4 separate regions of the Mus musculus genome follow, and regions 1, 2 and 3 are each linked to region 4. The links are chromatin contacts, called in public HiCAR-type and promoter capture Hi-C maps. All regions are on one chromosome and are shown on one strand. Each heading gives the region's core, a stretch centred on a gene start, on an enhancer-like site or on the middle of the called end of the contact. The rest is flanking DNA. Distances are from core to core; before and after follow the strand shown.

Region 1 (2,700 bases), core at 182-2,681, 660 kb before region 4:
CTCTGACTCGGTTTTCATACTTCTGTGTATTATAAGCTGGAAATATTTTAAGCCATGTAAATTTGGGTTACAATTTTTTGCACCAGGATTAAATATGTCATTACAACAATATACAGAACGTTAGAGTTCTTAATTTATTTTTATGCACTGTAAATTTCCAAGAAGGAGAGGGTATAGAGGGATGAATATAAAATAAAACCTTTTTTCAATTTTTTATTGGATATTTTCTTCATTTACATTTCAAATGCTATCCTGAAAGTTCCCTGTACCCTCCCCCTGCCCTGCTCCCCTACCCACCTACTCCACTTCTTGGCCCTGGTGTTCCCCTGTACTGGGACATATAAAGTTTGCAATACCAAGGGGCCTCTCTTCCCAGTGATGGCCGACTAGGCCATCTTCTGCTACAAATGCAGCTAGAGTCAAGAGCTCCGGGGGTACTGGTTAGTTCATATTGTTGTTCCACCTATAGGGTTGCAGACCCCTTCAGCTCCTTGGGTGCTTTCTCTAGCTTCTCCATTGGGGGCCCTGTGTTCCATCCTATAGATGACTGTGAGCATCCACTTCTGTATTTGCCAGGCCCTGGCATAGTCTCACAAGAGAGCTAAGCACGAAGCTCCCCCCATTCCCCACAGAGTTCATAGGCCAGCACAAATTGAAGGCTGGCCTGGGTGCCGGGTAGGGTATAGTGCTTTTGAGTGTCAGGTTTCATAGGTTCTACCCAGAACCACAAAACAGGACCTTGAGAAGTGAGAAACACAACCCCTCCTCTTTTCCCTCTCTTAGGAGACTGGGCTCCTAGGAGCTCTTTTGACCCCGCTGTAGTCGCTCTCTGCCTTTCTCGGAGCCACTGACTAGGTGCATTGTGGCCTCACTGCTCAGTGCCCTGAAAGATTGGACCCGTTCCGCCTCTCTCGGATCCCAGCGCCCAGAAGACAGAAGACAGAAGACAGTAGCTGACAGACAGGTGATTCAGCGTGACCGTGTTAAAAATGAAAATCTTATCTCCCAAAAAAGAAAGCAAAAGTTTTGCTGAATAGTCAAACAGTCCGTCTTTATGAATGGTAGCCATATCTAACTCCACAACTACATGTCTAGACAGAAACTTGAGAATCAGATTTAACACTTTTTTTTTTCGACTCCCTGTGAATACCAGGATGGCCAACTATCCTTTCTACATAGCTTTTGAATCCACAGTATATTCTCTGTCCTCAGGATCTCTGTCCTGGGCTGGGCCTTTCATATTTCTCTCCTGAAGTACAGCTGCCTTTTGCTTTGCTTTTCTAGCTGTCCTTCTCTAACCCAGGTCCTACATGCTAACCTTACCCTGATTTCTAAATGAAGGATGCTTCAGTTCAGTAACTTCATACCGTCCTTAAGCATTGGGTCCAGGCTGCTACATTCTGCACATTCCACAGCAACAGCTTCCCATGGACCTGGTAAACAGTGCCGCTCTCCACTCCTGATCTGGCTCTCAGGAGTCTTAATTCCTTTTTTAGTATCATGTGCAGCCCTTGAACTCTGGTTCCCTTACCTCTTACCACCTTCCTCTTGCCTTTTCTTTTTGACCTTCAACTCTCTCTTTAAAGGACTCTTTTTTAGACCTGCCTTACTCTCTAGACCGGATGGGCACTTTGGGGGGGGGGGGGGGGTGTCTCAGGGTTGTTTGGGCCTGAAGCGCCACTCTTCATTGCTATCATGTATCTAATTGTTGCAACACTTGCTTTGTCCTGAGCCAGGCTTGATGCTGCAGTTTGCCTCCCATTATACAACCGTCTTTCCTTTCTTACTAAGAAGGTAGTTTTTGCTGGCACCATGCCACAGGGTTAGTGACTGCCCTGTGTTTCTGTTGGGAAAAGCAGTACTCTCTTGCCTCTTATTTTTCCTGGGCTAGAGCAGTGTGAAGCTTCAGCTACCTTTTTACTCGCTGGAGGGTGAGATGGCACTTTGAAAGAGCAGATGAGAAGCCCTTAAGATGCAGATTTGCATTATTTATATCCTGACACTTGTCTTCCATCATTTTTTATGAGAGAAAAATTAATTGCCTTATTACTGTTCTTTACTTTGTTGTAAACATTTTCCTTGTAACATAGCATTTCTATTTCTTTCCAGGCCTTTTCCTGTTTGTATTCCTGTTCCCTATGTTTTACCAAAGAGTAGAGCCCATCTTCCTTAAAGTTTCTCTCTCAGACGGTCACATCTAGTGCTTAATGATGGCAGACATGGCTTTTTGATGATGATGATGATGCTGTTGTTGTTACTATATTTATTTATTTTGTGGGGCACACAAATGCCACATTGTACATGTGGAGGTCAGAGGACAATTTGCAGTAGGAGTTGGTTCTCTTAGTCACATGGGTACTGGGAATTGAATTCACAATGCCAGGCTTATTGGCAAGTGCCCATTGAATCATCTGGCCAGCCAGATAATATTTTATTAGATCAGTTCTGTGGCATTTTTGATAGTTCTCTTATTACATAGTGTTGGGACCTGTATCTTCAAGATTTACACAATGCTATCAGTCATCCAACCTTCCCTTTAAAAAATTAAATCACGGTTTCTATTGCATGCTCTTATTGTCTACTGCTGTGTGTGGCCTTCCCTGGCAGGTTGTAAACGCTGTGAGGACCATTGTGTCTGAGTATTTTCTCCACACTGTGTAGGATTTCAGTGGATCCTAGCTCAATGCTACACATTAAGAA
Region 2 (2,700 bases), core at 148-2,647, 850 kb before region 4:
GCTTTGGCCAATGATGTGTGAACAAAATGTCATGATACCATGAGCCCACTTTATGAAGAATCTGAGCAAACCTGTCAAAACTTGGTTCAACCAACACTGAAGACCAGGGTACCACGTGACACCACCCAGTGCCAGTCAAATCACCAGATAGTGACACATGAATGATTTCCATTGGAAGAACCGCTGACATGAGTCCAGCCCAGACCAATGACCCTATGCAAATATGTGTTGTTTTCAGCCAAATGAAACAAGACCACAGACCCTAAAATCTTAGGGGAAACTTTACATGTGCCATGTGATCTTTTGTGTGAAGATTCATAATCTTTATTTGATTCTCCACGCGTCCCATAAGTCTAATAAAACAAAGGTCTAGCAGCCTGAAACCTAACTTCCCATCTGTAGAAGGTGGCTTGACTCCGCAGAACACAGACTACCTGGCTCTGGAAAGAAAGAAAACTACATCTCTAGCATATGAGTCTAAAACATGAGTTTGGATATTCATCCCCACCTTTTCCAGAGTAGAGAGCAGGTGAGACTTTATTGCAAGGCAATGCAGCTATGAGTCTTCACAGACAAAACTCAAAGTCCTCTAAAACCTTCTGTCTATTCCATTGTCCTAATCCGTTTGAGGGAGAAGTCAGTAAAAGTACTTCCTCCTAGAAATAAGTTTCTGAGTGGCAAAACTTGTTTCCACAAGAAAGACCCTTACCCTGGTGCATCAGCAAAGCTTTTAGATCACCTATCAGAGCTGATCCGCTACTTGAAGTAGGTGCTGACAACTGAAACTCCGGGGGCAGGAACCTTAGAGGGGCAATCCACCTCCGTGCAGTGCACCGTTACAAAGAACACTTGTCAAGTGTCAACAGTGTCACTCAGGAAGGAGTCACGCCCTGCCTGGAGCACCGCAGTCCGCAAGAGCTACCCCCATAGGTGGTCCTATGGCTCCACCCACGGTCGATCTTGCCCTGGAAGCTAGAGTAGGTCCCTAGGACAAAGGGGAACGCGATCGCCTGAGGTTCGGTTCCCCGTTAAGGCTGAAGGCGCCGTCCAAAGCCGAGCATCCAACTACCGGCGGCAGAAGTAGTTCATGCCACCTTGGTAGGGCTGACTCCGGGCCTCGTCTGCCCGCTGTGGGACAGAGTGTGCAGCAGCGACCGGAGCAGGCACACGACCACCAGCACCGGCAACCCCCGAGCGACTGCACACTGCCCGAGTCTTGGCGGTGACAGCGGCGCGGGGTCGGCTCGGCCCCACTCTCACTCACCAGCCTGGTGGCCCGGTACGGCCCGGGTCCCACTACGCGGTGCTCCATTGCCAACGCGCAGCAGTCGCGGGGCAACGCCGGCGGGGACTCCAGACGGAGCTCGCCGCGCCGCAGTTTGAATCACAAGCCCGGAGCTTCGGGGCGCTGATTGGACGTTGCGAGGGCACGTGACAGGAACTGTGTGGTGGGCGGGGCTGTTTGTGTCCTGGATTTCACTACCCGGGGTTGCGCCTCCAGCACCTAGGAGGAAAGAACACTTTCTCCTCGCCAATGGGCGCTCGGATGCTTGCGGACATGACTGATCGCGCCGCGTACCGCCGGCACACAGTGGATGGCGCTGCCCAAAACCTACCGGGACTGTCCCTGCCGCGAGTCCACTCGGAACACCAGCTCTGCAGCCTCGGAGCCCAGTGAGCCAAACCTAGCTGGAACCCGATAGATAATTCCTGTCAGCACCCAGGGCAGAGAATCCGGAGGTTAGCAAAGAGGAAGAAGTGGGTGGTGAAAGGAAGCGAGTTGACTTGACAGCTGTCCAAGGGGAAGGACATTTCTAAAGCAGATAAAGGCAACCTGCCATAAGGAGTGTAGAAAGAGCGATAAGGAGAGGCATGGTCAGCGTCTGCTGTGTTCCCTTGATAAATAAAGTACAGTAATCTTTCTCCTCCTTGAACTTAGGTTTTGTATTTAGGAATCTGACAGAAATTGTCAGTCCTTTGTGGGGTTGATGAATTCGTCTTCTCTGCACTGAATCACCTACACATCTCCTGCCCGTGGGAATTGCTGGTCCAACTTGCAACTGTTGAAAGAGACAAATGACTTCACTTTATACTATATGCCTTTAGCTCGGTGACAATGAATCTATGTCTGGACTCCTCCGTGAAGACTGCTGAACAACTCCACCTTGATCATAGAAGGTGATAGGCAATAGACATATTAGACAGTGATTAATTCAATAGCTAGTGATTAATTCAGACCCTCAAAACTGGTGAAAGTCCTGAGAATAAATAGGGCTGAGCATGGGACACTGGTATGAACACCCGTAAGATGCTGTCTTCCGAACATAATATGGTTGACCTGGCTGTTCATTCATGAATTCACAGCAAGACCTACACACGATGGAGCCTGTCAATCAATATTCTAGCATACCAGGGCAGGAAGGGCGTATGAGCCAGTAGTGAGGAGATTATTGGAAATGAATGGCTGCTGAGAGATGCCATCTATTTTCTTCCAGTAAAGAGCCTAACACCCATGCTCATGTTTGGAACCCTAATTAAACTCAGTGAGTCACTGTCTTAATCAGGGTTTCTATTCCTGCACAAACATCATGACCAAGAAGCAAGTTGGGGAGGAAAAGGTTTATTCAGCTTACACTTCCATACTGCTGTTCATCACCAGGGAAGTCAGGACTGGAACTCAAGCAGGTCAGAAAACAGGAG
Region 3 (2,700 bases), core at 172-2,671, 520 kb after region 4:
AGGCATTAGGTATAAGTGAAAACCTGTATTTCCTAACTTAGGGGATATACTCAGCTTCTGGAGCCAGAACAAAAGCAAGAGCAATCGGTTCTACTGGTGGGTTCCTGCTTTCTACATTGGCAATAATTCCAGCAAACTGTAACTAATTGTAACTTCCAAAGAGTTCAAATGGGAAAGAGTGCATTCAAATGGAAAAGATTTCTCAATTCTTAACCACTGTACAGTTTTAAGAATATAGTAACCATACAAAACGTTACCAGTGTGCATATGCTTATGAGTAGAATATTCGGTGAGACTGGAGAACTATACTCTATGGCTCCAGGATGCTCCCTGTACCGTCTGTATTTTACCTCCAGGCCCTCAATCCTCCATAAGCACAGCACAGTAACCCATACAGAAGGAATCCTCCAAACAGTTCATATGCAGTACCATATCTTTTCCTGAGGAACAAACTCAGTGTGATTTGGACGTAAATTTACGGTCTGGAATAAAAAGAGTAACGATGATGTACTTAGAAAGTGATCAAAATGATACACGCTTGCAAAGTGGAGTTCAAGGCTGGCTTTGACACACACCATGTTTGAGGCCACCCTGAATTACATGAGACCCAGTTCCAAAAACAAGATGGAGCCTCCAAAAAGTGGAAATAATCTGGAAATCACTGGGCAATTCTCAACCCATCCAACATATACATACAGAGCAACTATTCTGTCAGGCACCCTATCTTGGTTTATATTTTCTTAGTATGTAGGCTGCGGTCGAGCATATCACCCTGCCTCAGCTTCCCCAAATGCTGGGATAATTATGGGCATGCAACTTAGGCATACAGGCATTAAGTAGTCAGAAAAATACAATCCACAAACGCTCTGCCTTTCATCGTTAACACCCACCTTATCGATGATGCTGTTAACAATTAGAGGATTTTTCAAAATGTGTTGTCCGATCCCTGTGTTGAACATGAGTCCTGAAATAAAACACGAAGCAGCCTTAATTTCCCAACTTTTCAAGAACCGATCTCAGGCCGTCCCAGAGAAGCAGGATGGACCCGGGACGGTTTCTGCTCCAATGCATCCACAAGCGCCGCGCTCCCGGCCGGGGTTGGGATGTATCTTTGAGTCCATCCATCCCTCCTGCTGGCAAGGAAGACCAGGCGCGCGCGGGGAAGGGTCAGCGCTGAGCGCCCACCCTCCTCGGGGCGGCTAGAGGCGCAGGCCACCGTAGGGCTCCCCCGCCGCGGGTCAGTCCCAAGCATCCTCCACACCGCACCTCCAGCTCGCTTCAGCTCCCGGCGCTGCTCCTGACGATCCCGCCGGCGGCTACTCGCTGCGGACTTGGCCTTCGGCATCTTCTCGGAGGAGTCCCTGTGCCAAGCGAAAGCAGCCGGGAACCGCGTGGAAGTCGCCCTCAGTCGCCGTCACGACTAGGCGCCCGAGAGGCCCACTTCCCCGCCCACTGCGATCACCGACCCACCCAGTCAGCGGCAGGCCGGAGCCCAGTGGCTGCTGGGAATTGTAGTCTCTTATGGGCTCCTCCCGCGGCAAGGCGGACTCGAGCCCAGTGGCTGCTGAGATTGTAGTTTCTGTCTGGTGAGCTCCTCCGGAGGCAAGGCTGGCTCCAGCGGGTTAGCCACCGGATTTTAGAGTTTTAGCTGGAGCAACAACTTCCCCAAGAGCCCGATTTCCCAGAGGAAACCGCGCCGCTCAGGCAGGCAGTTAGGATTGGTTGGGTCTCGGCAAATTGGGTGCTTCATTTGGCACTGCCCTGGGACATTCTGATATCTGCGGAAAGATCTCTCGTGTCTCTCCTGTTTCCCTGCAGGTTGTGGGCTGAGAAGCCTAGGCTCGATGGACACGGAGCTTGGTGGTTTAGGGTAACATGTCTCTCCGTTGTGGAAAGCAGTTAGATTAGAATTAGCTCTCGTTCCAACACGGCACTTACTGGTTACTTCTCTATGCTTTTTGTTCATTTTCTCGTCGTTTTGCTGAGTTCCAGCACTGGAATGTCATAGTTAAAATATGCTGCTCTCAATGTTTATTTATTGAAAGATAAAGGCTATAACAATTTCAAAACCCTGTAAATGGGATTGATTACAGGTATGTGTTGGATATTGTAATGGGATTATACGCCGGGCTGTAACATACAGAATAAAAGATTCATGGCTGTTTTTCTTGCCAGTGTAATGTTTCGGTTTTAATTTTTCTGTTTGTGCGCTGAAGAAAGTCTTTGCAATCAACCACCAAAGGCTACTGCTAAGAACCTGTTCCGTAGCCTAGGTTTTTGTTTGTTTGTTTTGGTTTTTGGTTTGTTTTGTTTTTCAAGACCGGGTTTCTCTGTATAGCCCTGGCTGTCCTTGGAACTCACTTTGTAGACCAGGCTGGCCTCGAACTCAGAAATCTGCCTGCCTCTGCCTCCCAAGTGCTGGGATTAAAGGCGTGCGCCACCACCGCCCGGCTTTTTTTTTTTTTTTTTTTTTTCTCGTAGCCTAGGTTTTAGTCCTTCCTTTCTTTGCTGTAATTCGAGCACAGGGAAAGTTCTAAAATATCCTAATATAATCTTTTATTTATAGTCGACTATTATGGGGTTCCCACCAAGGAGCACTTGAACACTGCCTATGAGCCAATGGAAAGCCTTTCTTCCAGCCGCAGGTGACTACAGCTGGGTATTCCGGACCCAAGTTCATTCATCTCTGAGCCTGGAAAG
Region 4 (2,700 bases), core at 157-2,656:
GGTCACTCACCAAGGCTTCATTGTATCTGTGCTTTACCTTTAAAAGGAACATCTTAACTCATCTCCTGTCCTTGGGTGCTTCATGGAATCCGTGCATGTTAATAGCCATTCCTGTCAAATGCCTGTCACCATTGCTGTGAGACTGTGTGTCACAGCGTTTGAGATGATGCAGCCAGATACTATCGACCAGCTCAGCATCTCTCTGAGAAACCCATGTTCAACTACATCCCTGTGGGTAATAAACAGGATGGATGCCCTCATCCCATGATAGAGCGTTATCTACAAATATATAACTCAAAAGAAATTACCACCAATATTCTTTTAATTGGAAATATCCTTCTTCCGCCTAAGCAGATACGTGCAAGCCCCTCTCTTACTGAAGCCATCCACAGCAGAGGAACATGTGTGTGAATGACAGCCTTTTAATCTTCCCCCGTAATCAGCTCCCCAAGCCCGAATGCTGAGTCTGTGAAACTGGCAAGGCCAGCCTGTTTCTCAGCTACCTCCTGCCGCAGGCTCCGGTGGGTCTGCCCTGCCCTTCTCCCTAACTTTAGCACTGGGACTCTTTAGAAAGCCAGAATATTTTTCACCCTGGGCTTGATCCTCCATTAAAACCAGCCGACCTAGAAAAATGAAGCTTAGGCGAGGCGGCTTTTCTGATCCCATTATCGATAAGCTCTTAGAGTTCATCAATGAAAATTAGAAGTTGTTAATCCTGTACATTTCCCCCCCCATCCCTTGATTTTTAATTACAGAAGAGAGAAGTAATGGATAACGTCTGGGGTTGCAGAGACACTGAAGCTGTCAAGAGAAAATTAAATTTACAGTCAGAGAGTTTTGTTTTCTCAAGTGTCCTTATAAAATTCGAAAGAGGCTCCTGGCATCACCAAGGCAATTCAACTGGTTTCCTAAACTGGCAGGATTTTCTTCGAAGAAGCCCTCCTTCCTTTGCCAAGAGAGTGTCTTAATGACAAGGACTGGACCTAAAGGGAACTCATTCAGAAGAAAACTGCATTAAAAGAACATTAAGGGCGATGTTTTAAAGTCTGATTTAAACTCATGAAAGCAAGGAGATTTATTGTTGAAGCCAAATCGCCGAGCTGACGCGCCCTGCCTGGTAATACATTCTGATTGGAGCACAGGGGATTGAATCTGTGCAGAGACATCGCTCACTGTGGCCTCAGCATTCCAGCTGCTGAGCCAGGAGATAGTGATGGGGAGCCGGGAGGGGGGCCACACAGGCTGGGGACAGCCACATTTCTAAAAGCAGATGGGCTAACATCCCATGGGGAACAACTCACCAGGGAAGTAGGAGAAGGGCGCTGCCAGCTGAGGTCAGCCTTGACATTAGTCGACAGCTCAGCAGCCTCGAAGCAGCTCCCAACACAAACAGTCATGGGTGGAGTGGGGGCTGGGAGGCCGGGTGGGGGGTGCGGGGAGGGGTTCCCTGGAGAATTGGAGGCTCAGCAGGAAGTTCCAGCCCATCTCCTCTGAATCCTAGCCAATCCTCCTCCACTCCCTGGCCCCACCCCACCCAGGGGGTGGGGCAGAATCTTCTCTTGGGCAGCTCCTTCTACATTCAAAGGGACCCGTGACAGAATGAACCCCAACCTCAACCTGCTGCTCTATTTTCCTTGGCAAGTTTCTACTTGTGCTGCAGACCTGGCTGCTAGCCAAAGGGCCAGCTGCTTGCCACCTTGCAAGTCAGGATCTGATTTCTAGATTAGCAGTGTTTGTGCCAATGTTGGAAAGGTACATTGAAGTCACCTGGAAAAAAATCAAAGAACACAGCCTTGAGCTCCTGCCCCCGCTTCCCTCCCAGTTCAAGGTCATGTGTCCCAATGATAGCTTCTATATTTCAGTTGGGGATGGCATTGCATTCTATTCCAAATAACAATGGTCTCCAGAGTAAGCCTTGGGGCTTTTTCCTCTTGACTTTCAAACTGATCCATCCCCCTTTGTGCCATTTTTAGTGTCCCAGTGCCTGTACAGATGTCTATTTCTTGGACTATCTGTTGCTTCCCCATGCATGGATATAGGGCTGTCTATTCAAGTGGTCACATTTGGATAGCCAAGAGATAGTAAAGATGTGCCAACAGGTCAGTCTGTGAAAACTAGAAGACCACAGAGTGTCACTTGAGCAGGGACCCAAAAGTGTGTGTGTTGTGTGTGTGTGTGTTGGGGGTGGTGGTGGTGGTGGTGGGTTGTTTTGTTTTCTGAGTTCGGTTGTTTGTTGATGACAGATTCTCATTCTAGCCTAGGATGCCCTGGAATTTATTCAGAAACCCAGACCAGTCTCAGTCTCTTCTACTTTCCATCTCTCGAGTGCTGGAATTACAGGCATGAGTTGCTACTCTTGGATCAAAAAGTCTTTGGTGAAAGTGAAGTCAGGTGTTTGAGACCAGGCAAGCCTCCTTCAGGAAACAGAATCAGGAACCGACCTGGAGGGCTCAGGTGACTAGGTGGGATGTGAGATCTTTCTGTTATATATTTATCTAGTAATGTGTATGTTGAGTGCTTCTCAACATCACAGAGCATGAAGCTGTGCAAACACATAGGTGGAGTAAATTCGGCAAGTAATGCCATCCATGAATGTTCACAGTAGAGACAGAAAGAGCTGTGGGGAGCGTTAGAAGGATGCTCCACGGCAAGTGGAGCTTGAAGGAAATAGAAACCGCTCAAAAGTAAGGAGTAAGAAGT

Evidence for each region. Promoter capture Hi-C pulls out the DNA fragments that hold promoters and counts their contacts. HiCAR-type assays count read pairs that join an accessible place to other places.
Region 1: a contact with region 4 is called in a HiCAR-type map of kidney, with 4 times the contacts expected there. The contact joins the enhancer-like site here to the promoter of AI197445 in region 4. A contact is called at or near these places in 2 of 39 promoter capture datasets (the SN4741 cell line and hippocampal neurons), 1 of 15 datasets of contacts at CTCF or cohesin (the NIH/3T3 cell line), 19 of 484 Hi-C or Micro-C datasets (the MC3T3-E1 cell line, Sertoli cells, Th2 cells and 15 more), 9 of 115 datasets of contacts at active chromatin or transcription factors (craniofacial prominence, embryonic basal ganglia, embryonic forebrain and 6 more) and 1 of 9 other capture datasets (embryonic stem cells).
Region 2: a contact with region 4 is called in a promoter capture Hi-C map of hippocampal neurons, with 4 times the contacts expected there. The contact joins the promoter of Depdc1b here to the promoter of AI197445 in region 4. A contact is called at or near these places in 1 of 39 promoter capture datasets (hippocampal neurons) and 1 of 484 Hi-C or Micro-C datasets (embryonic stem cells).
Region 3: a promoter capture Hi-C map of liver shows a contact between it and region 4, with 5 times the contacts expected there. The contact joins the promoter of Dimt1 here to the promoter of AI197445 in region 4. A contact is called at or near these places in 3 of 39 promoter capture datasets (hippocampal neurons and liver).

The regions. Positions count from the first base shown.
Region 1 is chr13:108,131,337-108,134,036 of GRCm38.p6, reverse strand. All of the region lies in intron 1 of Ndufaf2 (NADH:ubiquinone oxidoreductase complex assembly factor 2), which reads left to right. Gm52057 (a long non-coding RNA gene) reads left to right here. Exons shown (of 2, transcript XR_003950676.1): 2 at 784-2,700. Among named protein-coding and RNA genes, the nearest start is that of Gm52057, 3.6 kb to the left of the region's middle. Within about 2 kb of position 1,431, at least 10 of the 459 cell types and tissues checked have an H3K27ac peak or open chromatin away from gene starts, as enhancers often do. A contact at or near this core is called in kidney, where this site is marked.
Region 2 is chr13:108,315,034-108,317,733 of GRCm38.p6, reverse strand. Depdc1b (DEP domain containing 1B) reads right to left here and starts at 1,397. Exons shown (of 11, transcript NM_178683.4): 1 at 1,265-1,397. The coding sequence starts at 1,312.
Region 3 is chr13:106,945,850-106,948,549 of GRCm38.p6, reverse strand. It overlaps Dimt1 (DIM1 dimethyladenosine transferase 1-like (S. cerevisiae)), which reads right to left and starts at 1,421. Exons shown (of 12, transcript NM_025447.4): 1 at 1,267-1,421; 2 at 891-964. The coding sequence starts at 1,345.
Region 4 is chr13:107,468,528-107,471,227 of GRCm38.p6, reverse strand. AI197445 (expressed sequence AI197445) reads right to left here and starts at 1,406. Exons shown (of 3, transcript NR_045083.1): 1 at 1,302-1,406.